Regions from separate parts of the Mus musculus genome. Here region 1 is linked to region 2. The links are chromatin contacts, called in public Hi-C maps. All regions are on one chromosome and are shown on one strand. The core of a region is the stretch at or near the end of the contact, and the rest is flanking DNA. Distances in the headings are between cores, read along the strand shown. Region 1 overlaps Ssbp2 (single-stranded DNA binding protein 2). Region 2 overlaps Ssbp2 (single-stranded DNA binding protein 2).

Evidence for each region. Hi-C and Micro-C count contacts between places; a contact is called where the count stands out from the background.
Region 1: a contact with region 2 is called in a Hi-C map of granulocyte-monocyte progenitors, with 4 times the contacts expected there. The contact joins two enhancer-like sites. A contact is called at or near these places in 4 of 15 datasets of contacts at CTCF or cohesin (CD8 T cells, the NIH/3T3 cell line, large pre-B cells and 1 more), 66 of 484 Hi-C or Micro-C datasets (the 3T3-L1 cell line, the 63-12 cell line, the AML12 cell line and 48 more) and 12 of 115 datasets of contacts at active chromatin or transcription factors (the 230-238 cell line, CD8 T cells, the HPC-7 cell line and 8 more).

Annotation. Positions count from the first base shown.
Region 1 is chr13:91,634,330-91,638,077 of GRCm38.p6, reverse strand. The region is part of intron 4 of Ssbp2 (single-stranded DNA binding protein 2); the gene reads right to left. Among named protein-coding and RNA genes, the nearest start is that of Gm22778, 87 kb to the left of the region's middle. Within about 2 kb of position 2,322, at least 65 of the 459 cell types and tissues checked have an H3K27ac peak or open chromatin away from gene starts, as enhancers often do. A contact at or near this core is called in the 63-12 cell line, B cells, CD8 T cells and 12 more, where this site is marked.
Region 2 is chr13:91,482,388-91,486,235 of GRCm38.p6, reverse strand. All of the region lies in intron 1 of Ssbp2 (single-stranded DNA binding protein 2), which reads right to left. Among named protein-coding and RNA genes, the nearest start is that of Ssbp2, 23 kb to the right of the region's middle. Within about 2 kb of position 1,790, at least 64 of the 459 cell types and tissues checked have an H3K27ac peak or open chromatin away from gene starts, as enhancers often do. A contact at or near this core is called in the 63-12 cell line, B cells, CD8 T cells and 12 more, where this site is marked.

The DNA.
Region 1 (3,748 bases), core at 1,073-3,572, 150 kb before region 2:
ATCTGAGTATTGAATTTAAAGAGTCAAGCTATGTGAATTAAAGCTTCTCAAAGGAAAGAGTTCTTACTTTCTTCAACAAACTTGTTTGATGTTTGCTAACACATGAGACAGAGTTAATCCATGATCTAAGAATAAACAGAAACTTATAACTGGGCCTAACCCAGAAGTGTGTAGGACTCTGTATAGCCATGTAACAAGAGTAAACAGCTTAGTTAGATTAAAACTCCCACAAAGAATTCTCACTAGACTACCATGGAATATCCTTTATTATATAATTGTTTGGGGCTGATTTTTATAATAGCTTATCTTAATGAAAGAAAAACATACACTATGATTTTATAATATTTCTTGTAGCTAACTGAATCAGGAAGACGTCCGTTAGGATGGAAACATGTCATTTTAGTGTCTTCTGCTGGATTCAATTACTTACTTTCATACTTAATATTTTTTAAGAAATGTGCATCTTAACACACATTTTATTAAATCATTAGCCTTGCTATTTGAATATTGTAGAGAGGAGGTCCACATACCTCTAAGAGGTTTCAAAAAAAGCAGACATGAAGCTAAAAAGATTCACTCTATCATAAAATATAATCAGATTTATTAAGATTTTATACGCCAGGTAATTGCTCCTTTGATTTACTAAGAGTACTAGGGAACCAGGTCCTAATTACATAGTAAAAATAAAGATGTAAAATCTGCATTTTTGTGGAACAGAAAAATATTAAGAATATATAAAACTTTAAAGTAATAACTGCAAAAATAAAGTGGTGATATGACTTACAAACTGAAAGGAGATTAAAAATAAACAGGATTGCTGGTTTTATTATGTTGTTATCTATACTATTTTAAGCCTCTATGATTTCAATTATGTCTTTTCCCAAATTCATGTGTTACCAATGCGAATGAAGTAAGAGGTAGCACGTTTAAGAGGTGATGGGGATATAAGAGTTCTCCCTTTCTAACAGGTCTTAAAAGAACGGGTGAGGCAGTTTGTTCTATGTGCTCTTCTGCCTTTCTCAAATAAGACACAGCAGGAACGTCCTACCACTAGGTGGCAGTGCTCAGCCTCAGACTTCCCAGTCTCCTGGCTATGACATAGACTTGGTTTTATCTAAATTTCTGTTCTTAGATATACTGTTATGACAGCACAACACACACTACCCACATACAGGCATTTTCAAGTAAATCTTAAAATGATGGTAGTAGCTATCTGGCAATATCAATTATAATTCGAAACACTTAAATAGTCTGATTGCTGGTTGAAGATAGCTTTACTATATTAAGAAATCTAGTCCTGTAAAACAAAACAAACAAACAAAAAAACAACTTTCAAAAATTCAGGAATAAGAAAAGAAACTTTCGTTTCCATTTGATAGATATTTGGTTTTCCTCTGAGAAACATAACATGAGCACTGGTAACTGACTTAAGTCATCACTGTGTTCTAAGGTTAGCCCTGTTTGGTCATCAGAGGAACTCTTACTTGCTGGTAGATATTTGAGACTTTGACGACTACATTCTCCTGACATGTTTTTTGCTATTTTGTATTTTTCAATGTGAGCATCACACTTGCCCTTTCAGAACAAATTCATATCAAATGGTTTTATATACTTCAATTTAATGTAAAGAATGTAGTTTAAAAATATACAGCAATAAAATTTCTTGAATATGCAGGTGTGGTGACACATGCCTTTATTGCCAGCATCTAGAAGATAGAGACAGGCAGATCTTTGTGAGATCAGGGCCACCCTGGTCTACATACCAAGTTCTAGGCCAGCCAGGGTTACATAGTGAGGCCCTGTCTAAAAAACAAACCAAACCAAAACAAAACAAAAAAAGGAACAGCAAAACCAAACCAAAACCGAAACCAGCAAAACCAAACCAAAACCAAAACCAGCAAAACAAAGCAAAACAGCTTCCTTGGATATAAGAGTGTTTCTGAAAGAACTACAGTCATTGTTCCTTTTATATCCCCGACTTAGGTGTGAATTTGCTCATTGAAGATTTTCCAGACCTTTCACTTCACTGGCACACCTAACTTTCTCCATGTTCACTTCACTTTCACATCCTTTACAAGGCCCTCCCTTTAGAGTTGAGCAAACTGCAGGGAGACTGAAGTCTGTCTTTCCCTCCTGAGGAGAGAGTTCCACCTGAGGAACAGCCTTCCAGTAACATGCTCTCTTCAATCAATCTTCCAGGTTTTACAAAGCAGAGTTCTCTCGATGGAGAGTGAGGGAAGAGGCCTGGTCCCTTCCTAGGCCTTGCTGTTAGAAGTCTGATGCCAAATAATGTAGATAAATAGTTCCCAGTGTACAGATAAATCATAAACTGCACCTCCACAGGGCGCCCAGCAGCAGTCTCTCCACCACCTCACAAACGTTGCCCACCACTGGGGGACTGGCTCAACAGTTTTGGTTTTTTAATCCTGAAGTACATTATCCTTCTCTTCATTATCTTTCCACAAATTGATTACTAGTTTGCCTTTTTTTCTATTTTACTGTTTATTTTAAAACAATATTTTTCTTCTACGTGTTAAACTTTATCATCCATTTTCAAACATCTCATATAACTAATCGAACTCTATTCTGTTTTCTAATAATGAAGAATACAAAGCAATACGTTTACGTTGACTTTACCTTTGTTGGTATCTGCAAGGTCTAATATTGGTATTCAGTACCTTTTTTGAATCGTCAAAATACAATTTTATTTTGCTGATTAATGGAAATAACTAGAAACCAAAATTATACTGACTAGATGAATTAGGAAATAAAATGAGAATAATATCTAGCCTTGTAGATGTCAGCAAAGACACTTTTAATTTAATTCACACATGGTTGGATGTTTTAGTTTCTAAATTTCAGTTTCCCGACTATAGCCAAGGTATGCCATGTTATACACCTCCAGCACCCAGGAGGATGTTAAATAGTATGTGCTTAGGATTTTCCACTAATAAAACATCAACATTCTCTTTTCTTTGCTGACTTTGTCTTTGAACATTCTCTAATTTCCAGTTCTTATTCGTTCCTTCATATATCAACTATTGCTCGTCCATTTCTCCTTCTGCCTCTGTCAGCTCTTGCCCAGAAGACTCACACAGGAATGTCACCTCTGTGAAATGGGGCACAGACCCAAGTGTAGAAAACCTACACTTCTGCTGTACCAACTGCAAGTGAACAGCCTGGGAGGGTCTTAAGCTTCTGGGTCTGTTGGAAATGCCTGTTGTGGATGGAGGTAGACTGGTTTTCAAATCTGAAAGGAACTCTGGGAGGAAATGAAAACTAACACATCTACATCTCAAAATGACTACTTCTGAAAAATATTGTTCAAAGGACATTTAGAAGGTAACTCTAAAGATCTTTGGAATTCAATGTAGTTAACCTGGTTTCGACTATCTATTCCCTAATTATATAATTTTCATTAAAATCAATCTCCTGCTTAAGAATAAGTAAAGAAAAATAAATTCCATATAAACTGCATGCTTTGGCTGCTCTCTGCTGTCATCGTTCTATAACTGGCTTTGCATCTTGCTCAGGTTCTCTTCATTCTGCAGGGACAGCGGCAGAGGGAAGAGGGAAGAAGATGCCACAAAACACATCTCCTTCCGAGCTGTCCCCTGGGTCTCTAACCTCCTTTCTGCTCCTCTACAAAGTAAAAACTCTGACTGGTAATGAACGATCCACCAATCCTGTCTAGACTCCACAGTCCTACGGCAGGAAGCACAAACACACACACGTTTGGAATTCACAT
Region 2 (3,848 bases), core at 541-3,040:
AACCCATACAAAGGCAAATTCTCACGGGATTATAGACCTACATATAAAAAATGAAACTGTAAAGCAAATGGATCAAAATGTAGGGGGATTTGTGATATCAGATTACAAAGTTTTCTACAGACCACAAAAACAAACCATGAAGTGCTGATGTATATTGTGAAAAGTATCTTAACAAAGGAGGGCACCAGAGGTGACACTAACACATTATAGTACACATTTAATATCAATAAGGACAGCTATGTCTAATATTCATGGATATCCTTCTGAGGGGAAGAAAGTGAAGATGACAGCCAAGAAAACAAATGCTTTCTGTAAACATTTACTGAGCAGCTACTGTTCTCCGTGCTAGGCTTGCAGCTGGAACAAAACAAGCAGGAAGTAAGAGCCCTGTTTTCAAGAACTTGAGCAAATGAAGCCAACAAATAAATAAGCATTACTATACTATTGTGTTAAATGCTATGACTGATAACGTGGGACACAGAAAGAGCTGGAGTACACTTCAGAGGATGCTCAGTTCTTCCTGGGCTAGGACATGAAGCAGAGGTCTGAGCATGGTGAGCTGTTTGAATAGGGGACTCTTCTAGACAGAAACCCAGCAAGGAAGGCAGTAACAGATACAACGAGGATGTGAAGAGACCCAAATTCACTGGTCATCAGAGATGAGAGCTGAAGTAATGATAGACAACTTGCAAATACCAGACTGAAAAAAGAGAGGTCAATACCAAACAGGCAGCCCACTTAACCATCACAGGCACCTGACACCAAGCCTCACAAAAGAGGAGTCCAAATCCTTGGACCCACATGGTGAAGGAAGAGAGCTGCCTCCCATGAGTGGTCCTCTAACCTTCACACACATGCTGTTACATGTGAAATCACACACACACATACGTGCACGCACACAAAAATAAATAAATGAATCAATCAATCAAACAAACAAACAATGTGATGAAAATATTTTCTTAAATGCCAAGAATCAATGAAAAGAAGAAGAGAGATGCTGTCTGTTATAAAACAGAGTAATACAGGTTGAGTATTCCTAGCCCAAAAATGAAATGTGCAGACGAGAGATGACTCCGCAGGTAAAGGTGTGATTTCTATCAACCATATGGCCAACAACCCCCTGTATATAACTCCAGTCGCAGCTGATCCAACACCCTCTTCTGACCTCCTCTGATACTACAGACATGTGGTATACAGACATACAGACAGACAAACCACCCATCATAAAAATAAAATAAAATAAAATAAAATAAAATAAAATAAAATAAAATAAAATGAGAGAACAATTCATCTGAAGTGCCCCAAACTGTGGGATATACTAACATATTTCCATTAACAGAAAATACCACATGTGTTTCATATGATGACTTAATGTCAAAATGCTGCTACACTAAAACTACTGCTTAAATCACCTTTTAGGTTATATGCTTAATATGAAAAATAATTAAACTTCATACTTACAAATGAGTCTCATCCCCAAATTATCTCAAATGTATATACAAATTGATAGACGTTTCAGGCAACTAAGATGGCCACTCCAAAGAACCAGATGAGAAGTCAACAAGTACAAATTATGAACTATGTACACACTGGGCATTAAAAATTCTCAGATCTGCTTCAAAATTTTCAAGTTTGTAGATGTAGGTCTGTGAAGGAGAGGCTGCCAAGGACAGGAGCAGTTAGTAAGATATAGAAGAAAACTGGCTGAGCTGCAAACAAGGAGCTTACAGAACCAATCATGAAAGTCCTTCAGAGTAGTCTCTACGTGTGTAAAGGCTTTCACTTTCCTTATCAGCTATTTTAAGGTGTTGTGAGGAAAAAAAAAACCACAAGATCTTTAGCAAGACACCATTTATATAAACATGTACACCACCATAACTTTTTTATTTTTTGTTTTGTTTTTGTTTCATTTTGTTTGATTTTGAGATGAGGTCTCAATATGCAGCCCTGGCTGCCCTGGAACTTTCTATACAGAGCAGGCTGGCCTCAAACATAACAGAGACCCACCTGCCTCTCTGCCTCCCAAAAGCTAGGACTAAAGACACATGTGTGCCACACCATACATTTTTTAAATACACAGGCATCTCTCATCAAACACCTCTATGAATGTCAATCAATAGAAGCAGCAAATGAGAATGGAAACAAGGTGAGAACATTTTAAACAAGTTAAATAAGGCAAGACCTTATACTACTAAAGCTAACAGCATGCTAGGAGCTCAATAGAAACCCTGAGCAAATGCTCATGGTCACAACTAGATCTTACTTAGAAGAAGGGCTTGTCCTACGCCACATCTTCCACCCACTAAATTACAAGACCCAGGCTGGCCAAAAAGCACTCCAGAAGTCAAACTGCAGAGAGTGGAATAGTCCAAACTCAGAAATGCTCTCAATCCAGCATGTGGGCTACCAATCCAGCATGTGGACTACCAGTCCAGCATGTGGACTACCAGTCCACACATGGATGAAAGAGGAATCAAGCCCAGAACTAGACCTGCCCCTTTGACCGTAGCAATAATCCACTGTTGTAATTTAAAGCTGAACACCCCTGCTGGAATTCAAGCTTCGTAAAATAGTATTTAGTCCCACAGTGCCACTACTCTTGGCAACCACAGAAGCAGTTAAATGCTACATAGCTTAAATACTGCCCATCACCTTCATGAGCTTCCAAAGAATGCCCTACTGTTCTTCAATATAGAAGCTCTCTTGTGCTCATGCTAGGCGTCTTTGCTTCTTTCAGATGAACACAATATTTTTAAATACCATTAGTTTCTCCAAAAAGAATTATCCTCTACCTGTCTTTTTCTATTTTTATTTGCACCCTACATTTCCTACCAGGTCAGTATTCAGAACCTTCCATGGCATGAATGAATGAACCAAGTCCCACAGCGACTGCAAGCAGTTTCCCTGATGACTTCAGCACACAGACTTTTCCTTCTTTAATTTCTTTTTCACTTACTCTGTGCACCATTCAATTAGCACCTTATTATACTAACACCTCGTTTAACCAGCATCATTGGGAAAGCAAAGTGTTCATCAGAAGTGAATTTTCCAGACAACATAAGCATTAATTTAGAAGGCAAAAAAAGTGACGTGAAAACTGTTCTCTCCATAGTTACAGACAGATCCCAGTTCAAACCAAGTCTGATCCTCTGAGCTAAGTTTCAACAAATGTCATCAGGCATCTAGAAGTTTGTCACTTCATCTTACAATGAGGGGACACAGTACCACCTTCAAAGTTGCTGGCTTACTGAAAACACATATGAAGTAGCTAGCAAGCTCCCTTTAAATTACAGCTCAAACTACTCACCCTATTATTATGCACTAAAATATAAATTTTATGGAAATACTAATTATATACTTTCACACCTTTTTCAAAGACTGAATACAAAATTGAGAATTTCCTAATAATTCCCTCATTACTCAAAATGAACTCATCCAATAAATATTAATCAACGGCCATGAAATTAGCATCAAAATGATGGAGTTATCAGCTAACATTATTGTGGTTTTTTCCAACTGTTAACTCAAATACCTTAATGGTTTACTAAAAATATCATGTTTTTGTCTTTTATCTTTTCTAGATGACCAGAGATTTAAAGAAAGGTCACTAATATATTCTTGAGTTGGAAGAATTGCCCTCAAAAAATTATCATTTCTATCAGTCCTTTCAAGGTCTACAAAGATGCCAAATGAATCTCTGGCAATATCCAGTGGCAAATTATCTTTATGCAAATAAGAGGAGATTTCCTGGCTAGTTACTAAGTTGTGGGTTAAAATGGCTTGTCTACTTCAAGCATTCCAGTGACCATTCTGTAGTAAGAACCATAAAAATAGGTCAATTATCCAAA